3 separate regions of the Sus scrofa genome follow, and all the other regions are linked to region 3. A link is a contact called in public Hi-C and HiChIP or PLAC-seq data. All regions are on one chromosome and are shown on one strand. Each heading gives the region's core, a stretch centred on a gene start, on an enhancer-like site or on the middle of the called end of the contact. The rest is flanking DNA. Distances are from core to core; before and after follow the strand shown. Region 1 has its middle 14 kb from the start of MIRLET7I. Region 2 overlaps MON2 (protein MON2 homolog). Region 3 overlaps PPM1H (protein phosphatase 1H).

What was found. A called contact is a pair of places that touch in the nucleus more often than the background predicts. HiChIP or PLAC-seq counts read pairs in DNA pulled down with a chosen protein or histone mark.
Region 1: a contact with region 3 is called in an H3K27ac HiChIP or PLAC-seq map of alveolar macrophages. The contact joins two enhancer-like sites. A contact is called at or near these places in 14 of 47 Hi-C or Micro-C datasets (embryonic fibroblasts, fetal heart ventricle, fetal skeletal muscle and 8 more) and 2 of 2 datasets of contacts at active chromatin or transcription factors (alveolar macrophages and skeletal muscle).
Region 2: a contact with region 3 is called in a Hi-C map of alveolar macrophages, with 4 times the contacts expected there. The contact joins two enhancer-like sites. A contact is called at or near these places in 1 of 5 promoter capture datasets (liver), 24 of 47 Hi-C or Micro-C datasets (adipocytes, alveolar macrophages, brain and 13 more) and 2 of 2 datasets of contacts at active chromatin or transcription factors (alveolar macrophages and skeletal muscle).

The regions. Positions count from the first base shown.
Region 1 is chr5:27,265,736-27,268,689 of Sscrofa11.1, reverse strand. No RefSeq gene overlaps it. Among named protein-coding and RNA genes, the nearest start is that of MIRLET7I, 14 kb to the right of the region's middle. Within about 2 kb of position 1,634, at least 4 of the 83 cell types and tissues checked have an H3K27ac peak or open chromatin away from gene starts, as enhancers often do. A contact at or near this core is called in alveolar macrophages, where this site is marked.
Region 2 is chr5:27,233,438-27,236,359 of Sscrofa11.1, reverse strand. The region is part of intron 32 of MON2 (protein MON2 homolog); the gene reads right to left. Among named protein-coding and RNA genes, the nearest start is that of MIRLET7I, 18 kb to the left of the region's middle. Within about 2 kb of position 1,534, at least 7 of the 83 cell types and tissues checked have an H3K27ac peak or open chromatin away from gene starts, as enhancers often do. A contact at or near this core is called in alveolar macrophages, where this site is marked.
Region 3 is chr5:27,433,447-27,436,425 of Sscrofa11.1, reverse strand. All of the region lies in intron 3 of PPM1H (protein phosphatase 1H), which reads left to right. Among named protein-coding and RNA genes, the nearest start is that of PPM1H, 140 kb to the left of the region's middle. Within about 2 kb of position 1,420, at least 18 of the 83 cell types and tissues checked have an H3K27ac peak or open chromatin away from gene starts, as enhancers often do. A contact at or near this core is called in alveolar macrophages, where this site is marked.

The DNA of each region.
Region 1 (2,954 bases), core at 385-2,884, 170 kb after region 3:
CCTGTAAAGTACCACCTTAAATTTTTCTGGTGTCTTTTTTGATTTTCTTTCTTTTCTTAAATCTGTGTACTGTTTTTGCAATTGTGATTTTATCTTTCCTAAAGACTCTTATTTCCTTTCTATTTAGAGAAGACCTTTCAATATTTCCTTTAGAAAAGTTTAGCATTGCCATATTAAGTTTTTATTTATCTGAGAAATTATCTCTTCTATTCTAAATGATAACTTTGCTGGGTAGAGTATCCTAAATTGCAAATTTTTCCCTCTTCTGGTGTCTTAAAAAAGGATTTCACAATCAAATCTTTAGCTTCATCTTTACCCTGAGAACTTTTTATAACAGAGATGTGAATCTGATTTTGTCCTGAGACCCTTTTCCTTACTTTGGGAATATGCTGCTGCAAGAGACTGGCAGTCGGAAAAGGGTTTTATTTTCTAACCCAGCAAGTTTTGACTTAATGTATTTCCTCAAAATTTTGCTTGAAAACGGAGTAATTTCTTCTCTAGCTCATCATTACTAGTATTTCATATCAGCTCTTTTAAACCAGGTAAAAGTTTAAAACTTTAGCCTGAAAACTGTTCAGGCTTATCTATAAGTTCGTTAAGTGTATTTTGTATTTCTACATTATCATACAAGGGCTTTTCCCCCAGCTTTAATAACTTTTCTCCTCACTTTCCTTTAAGCCCTACTGACAACCTCAAGATCCATCAGATTTCTGCTGTTAATCTCTTCAAGGCCCTTCCAACGTATGCAGGCAGCTCAGCTGCAAAGCCACTGCCATATGTCTTAGGTTTTGTTCTAATAACACTCCATTTCCAGGTCTCAAAATCATTTCTGATTATCTATTGCTATGTAACAAATTACCCTAAAACTTTGGCTTAAAACAACAACCACAGTTTTACTATTGTCTCTCATGGTTCTGGGGCTTGACTAAGTTTCTTGCTTAGGGTGTCTCATGAGCTTGCAGCAGATGGTAGCTGGTACTGAAATCATCTGGGACTTGCTCATTCATATGCATGGTGCCTGCTCTGGGAAGACTTAAAATAGCTGGGGGCAGGAACAGCTGGGTTTCCTCAGACATCTCTCCCTATGTCTATGTGATCTCCCCATGGTCTTTTCAGCACGGAAACTTCAGGGTAGCTATTACTACACGGCACCTTAGAGCTCCAAATGTATGTGGAGAGAGAGAAGAAGAGAGGAGAGAGGGGCAGAAGGTGTATCACCTCTCATAATCCTGTTTTCAGATGTCACGCAGTATTATTTCTGTTAAACATTATTTGTTCTGTTAAACATTATTTGTTACACCTGCCATTATGGTCCAGAGAAGGAAACAGACTATCTTCACAAATCTGAGTGATGATGGTCAGGGGTCATATACATTCAAATGTATTAAAATGTTTTATTCTCAAAGAAAGACCTATTTCTGTCTTCACTTATTGAGAGAGAGAGAGAAAAGGGTTTTTTTTGGTCGGGTGGTGGAACCAAATGTTCTATTAGGATAATTAAGTTCTAAAGCAAGGGTCAGCAAACTATGACCTACAGGCCAAATCTGGCCAATGGCCTGTTTTTAGTATGGCAAATGAGCTAAGAATGATTTTACAGTTTTAAAGAGGAAGGAAAAAGAAGAAAGCAAAGGAAGAAAAGCAGAAGCATATGCAATAGAGACCACATGTGACCCACAAAGCCTACAATATTTAATATCTGGCCCTTTCTTTAAGTGCCTATTCTAAAGCACTTTCAAATGTGTTTTCAGATGTTACTATAGACAAATAGCAAACATATTTCTAGGATGCTTTTAATATACACATTTTCCACACAAAAATAGAGTCGATGCTATAATAACACAAGATCTTGCCCTATCGATTATCCCTCTTCTATTATGTATTCATTCAATCCTGAATCTTCACATTTCCTCTCATTTTTCCTCTTTCCACTTACCAACACTCTCATCTCATTCAGAAGCAGCCCTTCTTCCCCTACCACTTCCCTCAAGTTTTGTATGTGTAATTTTCTTTTGTCCTTGTGTAACTTCTCTCCTCAAAAGACAGAAATGTTTCTTATTTCTAAACTAGTCAAAAAGACAACCTACCACACTGTAGAAAATATCTGCAAATCATGTATCTGATAAGGGGTTAATATCCAAAATACATAAAGAACTCATATAACTGAGTAGCAAAAACAATTCAATTAAAAAATGGGCAGAGGATCCAGACATTTTTCCAAAGAAGACAGAAGATAGCCAACAGGTACCTGAAAAGGTTCTCAACATCATTAATCATCAGGGGAATGCAAATCAAAACCACAGTGAGATACCACCTCATGCCTGTTAGAAGGGCTATCATCAAAAAGATAAGAAATAACAAGTGTTAGCAAGGACGGAGAGAAAAGAAAATCACCGTGCATTGCTGGTGGGAATGTAAATAGATGCAGCCACTATGGAAAACAGTCTAGAGGTTCCTGCCAATAGAACTGCCAATTCCAACAATTTCACTTCTGGGTATTTATCTAAAAAAAACGAAAACACTTACTCAAAAAGATACAGGAACCCCCCGTGTTCACTGCAGCTTTTTTTACAACAGGCAAGATATGAAAGCAACCTAAGTCTTCATCAATGGATGAATGGAAATGTGATTATATATAAATCCAATGGAATATTACTCAGCCATTTAAAAAAAATGAAGCCTTGCCATATGTAACAAAATGGATGGACCCTGAGGGCATTATGCAAAGTGAAGTTAAGTCAGAGAAAAATAAATACCATATGACCTCACCTATATATGGCATCTAAAACATAAAATTAAATAACAACTAAATTCATAGAAACAGAGAATAGATCGGTGGTTTCCAGAGGCAAGGGGTGGGGAATGGCCAAAATGGGTGAAGGTGGTCAAAAGGTACAGACTTCCAAAATAATTACATCATGAGGACGTAATGTACATCCGGTGATGTTAACAATACT
Region 2 (2,922 bases), core at 285-2,784, 200 kb after region 3:
AAAAAAAAAAGAAAAGGAAAAAACCCACCACAAAAAACCCAAACTTTTCCCCGCACATATTTCTATAATTTTGAATTTTTGAACCATGTGTATGTTTACTACTACTCAAAATTTTAATTAACAATCAAGTAAAATGATAAAAAACAAGATTCCTCAAAACTAAAGATAGGTTCAACAAATGCCTCCTCTCCCACCAGAAAACCCTAAAACAAATAGCAAACATTCTAAACAAATGGTTGGGTTTAGGCTGGTTCCAAAACTTACAGCCATCTCCTTGAATTAATTTGGTACTGGCTACAAGTCGTCCAACATATTTTTACTGGGAAGATCTGGATTTCTCTAAGTTGCTTCTTTTTTTCTGTTTCTTAGTGACGATTATCACACCATTTTCATACATTATTATATCATCATCATTTATGATTACATTTAGTTTAAATCTTCACTTTATATGCCCAGAGGCATATATTCATACTTTCTAAAACAATTTTTTTTTTTCTTTTTAAGGCTGCACCTGTGGTATATGGAAGTTCCCAGGCTAGGGGCCCCTGGAGCTGCAGCTACCAACCTACATCACAGCCACAGCAATGCCGGATCTAAGCCATGCCTGCGACCTACAGCACAGCTCAGTGAGCAAGCTCAGGGATTGAACCCGTATGCTCACGTATATTAGTTGCGTTTGTTACCACTGAGCTGCAATGGGAACTCCCTCTTGTAAACGATTTTTAACACAATTTAGTTAGATCATCTATCATTACTCCACTGCCCTATCCATGGCGCAATGACTTTGTAAAAAAAGGTTACTGAGTTTTCCTTCCCTTTTCTTCCTTTATACAACTTCTAGTTACATTACTGACAGCCATATAAAGACCATAAAAAGTAATGCAAGTCTATGTACTGATATATATTTCTGTATTTAATATATCTATAGCAATAACATGAAAAATTGGGAATTTCCTATTTAGTTTTTAAGTATATTTCTAGGAATCAAATTCTATCCTGTGATCTAATGAAGATTAGATTTCTGGTCTCTAGGAAGTTAACACATGGTTTCCCTCTATGAAAAGTCAACTGAAACATTTTATTAAGATAACTCAAATTTGAACTTGATGGGATAAATTAAGAAGACTCTTCTAAGATTATTCTTAGAAATTTTAGCCCTTCTTTTAGGTTGAATACACATTAGTCTACTGCCTCTTAATATTTAGTATAATACTCACCCTTCCAGGCCAAAGTAATAATCAGTGAATTTTGAAAACAGAAAAATATGTGTAATTATATAACAACTGACAGGAACAAATATCTTGTGACTCATTTATTAGGAACCTGCTTTTTTCTTAGGTAGTAAAAGTAATGCTGCTTAAAGCACCAATCTGCTAGGATGTTTGTACCAGAATATAAATGAACACATTTCCTTCTATAACAAAGTCTTGTTTCATAAATAAACAGTTCAGTCAGCTGAACCATTGTGCATAGTGACACAACTGACTTATACTCTGATGCCAGCCTTTTATCTTGTCCTGGGCCAGTGACAAATTCTTAAGACCAGTGGCTGGTCCAAAACAACCACACTGTGAGTAGTAATGTTGCGAAGGATTCAAGATAGATTAAAACATGACCCAAAAAGCCTCTCAAGAAGTTTACGTTAAAGGGAATGAATCATGTACATGTATAACTGTAATACAAATAGAAAAAGGCACACAGAAAAGAGCTCTAAGTTCACCAAAATAGGAATCACTCACCTTTAAGGAACAGAAACAGGGCTAAAAAGTGGTGTGATATCTGAACAAGGTGGATATAGGCAGGAGAATGGAATGAGCAAAGGATTGGGAATACTTGGGTAGACTGAGAATTTTGGTTTGGTGGGAGAGTAGGGTACACAAAGTCTAGTGGGAAATAAAGCATGAATAGAATGGAGTCAGTAGTGCTCTTTGTATTTGGTAGGTTATGGTAAATAAAAATATTACTTTATTTTGTTTTACTAGAATGGGAAAATGAATGATCAAAGTTGCGCTTTTGGAAAAATCATTTCTGGAATTAATGTAAAGAATGAATTGGAAAGAAATGAGTAACAGGGGAAACAAATGAGGAAGGGCTATAAAAATGATTCAGTTATTTCTACAGTTTATATCTAAATGATAAGTACAAATATAGAACAAAAGCCTCCTATAACCCCAAAAAAGTCAGTCATGTTCTATATTAAAAATATGTAAGGAGTTCCTGCTGTGGCACAGTGGGTTAAGAACCTGACTGCAGTGACTTGGGTCATTGCTGAGGCATGGGTTTGATCCCCAGCCTGGCATACTGGGTTAAGGATCCAGTGTTGCCACAGCTGTGGTGCATGTTGCAACTGCGGCTCAGATTAGATCCCTGGCCTGGGAATTTCCATATGCTGCAGGTATCCAAAAAAAAAAAAAAAAAAAAAAAAAAAAACAACTGTCTGTGTGTATAAAATAGGGAGTTCTCTTATGGTGCTATGGGTTAAAAATCTGGCATTGTCACTGAAGTAGCTTGAATCAATGCTGTGGTGTGTGTTTGATCCCTGGCCTACGAACTTCTGCATGCCATGGATGCGGCCAAATTTATATATATGTGTGTGTGTAAAATTGCCTATACATTATATATATATATAAATTATCTAGATGCAATACTTAAATTCTGACCAATTTAGTTAAAAAAAGTCAGAGAGTGAAGTCAGCATCATAGCAGTGTGAGAAGCTCCATTTGTTTCTTCCCTTCAATCCAAAAGCAGTAAAAATCCGTAACTCAACAAAAAATGTCTCTCCCAATACACCAAGGTTCTAGAGAATTCCACGCACCTGTACATAAAGGTGGATGGACTAAAACACAGAGGAGGCAGAATGAGAAAAACAGTGGAGGCAGTGCGTGCAATCCTGATCCCCAGACACAACAGGTGAGCCCACC
Region 3 (2,979 bases), core at 171-2,670:
CAGGAACTTTTGGACTGTCGTCTTTTCCGCATCTCAACACCACTTTGTAACAATGCCTGCTGTTGCAGCTGAGGTTTGCCACCTATTGTGTTTCCGTTGTTGCTTGGCCCAGGGTGACACATGCGAAGAAGATCAATGTCCTTTAAATCCTGGTATCGGTCTCCTTCCTACTTCTACACCCTCCCAAAACAGGCGTCGAATGGTCAGCATTTCAGACTCACATAAGAAGTCACTTCCAGGAGTTCCCGTCGTGGCGCAGTGGTTAACGAATCCGACTAGGAACCATGAGGTTGCGGGTTCGGTCCCTGCCCTTGCTCAGTGGGTTAAGGATCCGGCGTTGCCGTGAGCTGTGGTGTAGGTTGCAGACGCGGCTCGGATCCCGCGTTGCTGTGGCTCTGGCGTAGGCCGGTGGCTACAGCTCCGATTCAACCCCTAGCCTGGGAACCTCCATATGCCGCGGGAGCAGCCCAAGAAATAGCAACAACAACAAAAAAGACAAAAGACAAAAAAAAAAAAAAAAAAAAAAAAAAAGAAGTCACTTCCAGTTTGCACTGACCTGTGGAATCTGAAAAAAGGACAGACTGAACTTCTTTGCAGAACAGATGCTGACTCACAGACATTGAAAAACTTACGGTCTCCGGAGGAGACAGTTTGGGGGGTGGGGGGATGTGCTTGGGTTGTGGGATGGAAATCCTGTGAAATCAGATTGTTACGATCATTATACAACCACAGATGTGATAAATTCATTTGAGTAATAAAAAAAATCATATGATGAGCTATCATCAATAATTATTATCAATGATGACTCAGCCAACCAGATGCTCCTTCAATTTTACTGAAAACAAATAAAACGTTCTAACTTTCAAAAAAAAAAAAAAGTCACTTCCATTGTTGGTATAGTTGCAGAGACCTTTGCCCTCTTAAGAATCAGAACCAAGTCAGCAGTGGTGAACTCTTACCTACAATCTCTAGGAATTGAGTCCGGCACACAGGATCTCAAAATTCTGTCCTATTTCCTTTTCAGGGTGGTTATAGATTCTTGGCACAATGAAGAATGTTTTGGAAGTTTGATTGTTACAAGAGGAGGAAAAATGGCAATATTTTAACTTATAAAACTACCACGTATCTTCCTATCACTCAGTAAATGATTGGCAATACCACTCAGCTTGGCTTCGTTGGTACAAATCATACAGTGACACGGTGGTGAAAAAGGATAAATGCAAGGCTTACTAATAGTTTATCAATCCTATGATTTTGAAAATTAGGATATCCTTGGTGAGTGGACCTGTATGTCTGTCTGCCTTTAATCTGGAGAGTTTTTGGTCTTTGGTTTTGGTAGAACAGGAAGTTTCTCCAAGAAGGAATGAGCATGTGATTCCACTAACAGCCAGCAGGTGGCAATATTAGGCAGTGCTGGTTTTTCCTTTCCTATTGCCAGGGCTGACAGATTGGCTTGTTCCCAGAATAAACCGAAATCAGACCCAGATACTAAAACCATGCAGAATCTTATTATTTGTGACTGACACTATTAGCAGTGTGCTCAGAACCATGTTTTAACCCAGTTAGGGGGAGCTGCCAAGTCCTATTGAAACTACCCAACACTTGCTTCTTTCTGTTTTTTGATGCTGCTTTCTTTTTGCAACCTGAAATTGGTAGGAAACAAAGAATGATCCCGGAGTTGCATCATCTCGGGGACCTTCAAACCAAATTACAACGATCCCGAGCAATATATTTTCTTTCTTGCAATTCTTACCTGCTGAATTACTCTCATTTCACACACACATCTCTTTTTGTCTTTCATTGCTCTCTTTCTTGGAACAAAACAGAACAAAATACAATCTCAGGTTTTAAAAATTGGATCTAGTCTTTGATTTAGAGATAAACCTTGCTTAAATGTAATGTTTAGACAGACACAACACAGGATAAATCAGTCCTGCTAAGCAGAAAGTAGCCTTGAGAGGGAGTCGCAATTAAGCAGATAAATCAATTATCTTGTTAATTGAATCTTCTGAGTCATTTAAGTCGATCCTTTTAGGACATGGTTGAAAAGGAATGATAGTATGTCCCTGTGTTTTGCTAGTAATTTATCTTAGACTTATGTCTTGGGGTTTATGACAGCTAAAATGGGGAAAATATTCTAGATCAGTCCTTGTTTAGATCAGTCCTTGTTTAGCACCAAGCAGTGGGCCGTACTTCCACAATTTCCTTGACCTTTTGAAAAAAAAATACCCAAACTTCTTGAGTGTTTAAAAAAAAGACTGTATGTTTTCATGTTTTTTGCTTTTACCTAGAGTGTGAGAAGCTTAAGCTAATTGAAAAAGTTGAGAGTTTGACAAAATTAGGTCATTCATTCAACAGTAAATATGTCTTTATTGACTTCATTTATCATGTTTGATCGAGTAGTAAAAGAACCACCCAGATGGCCCTTACATGTTCCTTTCAGTACTAAGATTTTATGAAACATCTTTTAAAGAGGAGTAGGTGGTGTAGGAAAAAATAAATGTGCTATTTTGGCTTCTTAGGAGGGGAGGGGGAGGCAATTATTTTTAGAATATGTTCTAGTTACACCCAGTTTTAGAAGAAATAGAAGAGCCTATTTCCATGTCACTGAATCCTTCAGGAGGGATGAAGTCTGTGGAAACACATCTTTCAAATCCTTATCCCTGTGATCCCAGAGAGATACAAGTAATTAAAGTGTGCGTGTCTGTGTGTGTGTATGCGTGTGCACACACATAAACTACCACACCAAGGGGGGGGGTGATGAAAGCATGAATATATTAGCAAAGTTTCTTGGTTCAAAAATAGCTAGACTTTGGTCCACTGTTTATATGGGAGTGTTGCCAAATTTAGCATTCCTTATGCCGGGATAACTATAGAGGGAAGGTAGTTGAAACATAGGGAAAGATGAAAGGAAAGATGAAATCCTTGAAAAAAAAAAATGTTGACTCACACAATTAATGAAGTAGCAAGGGACTCACT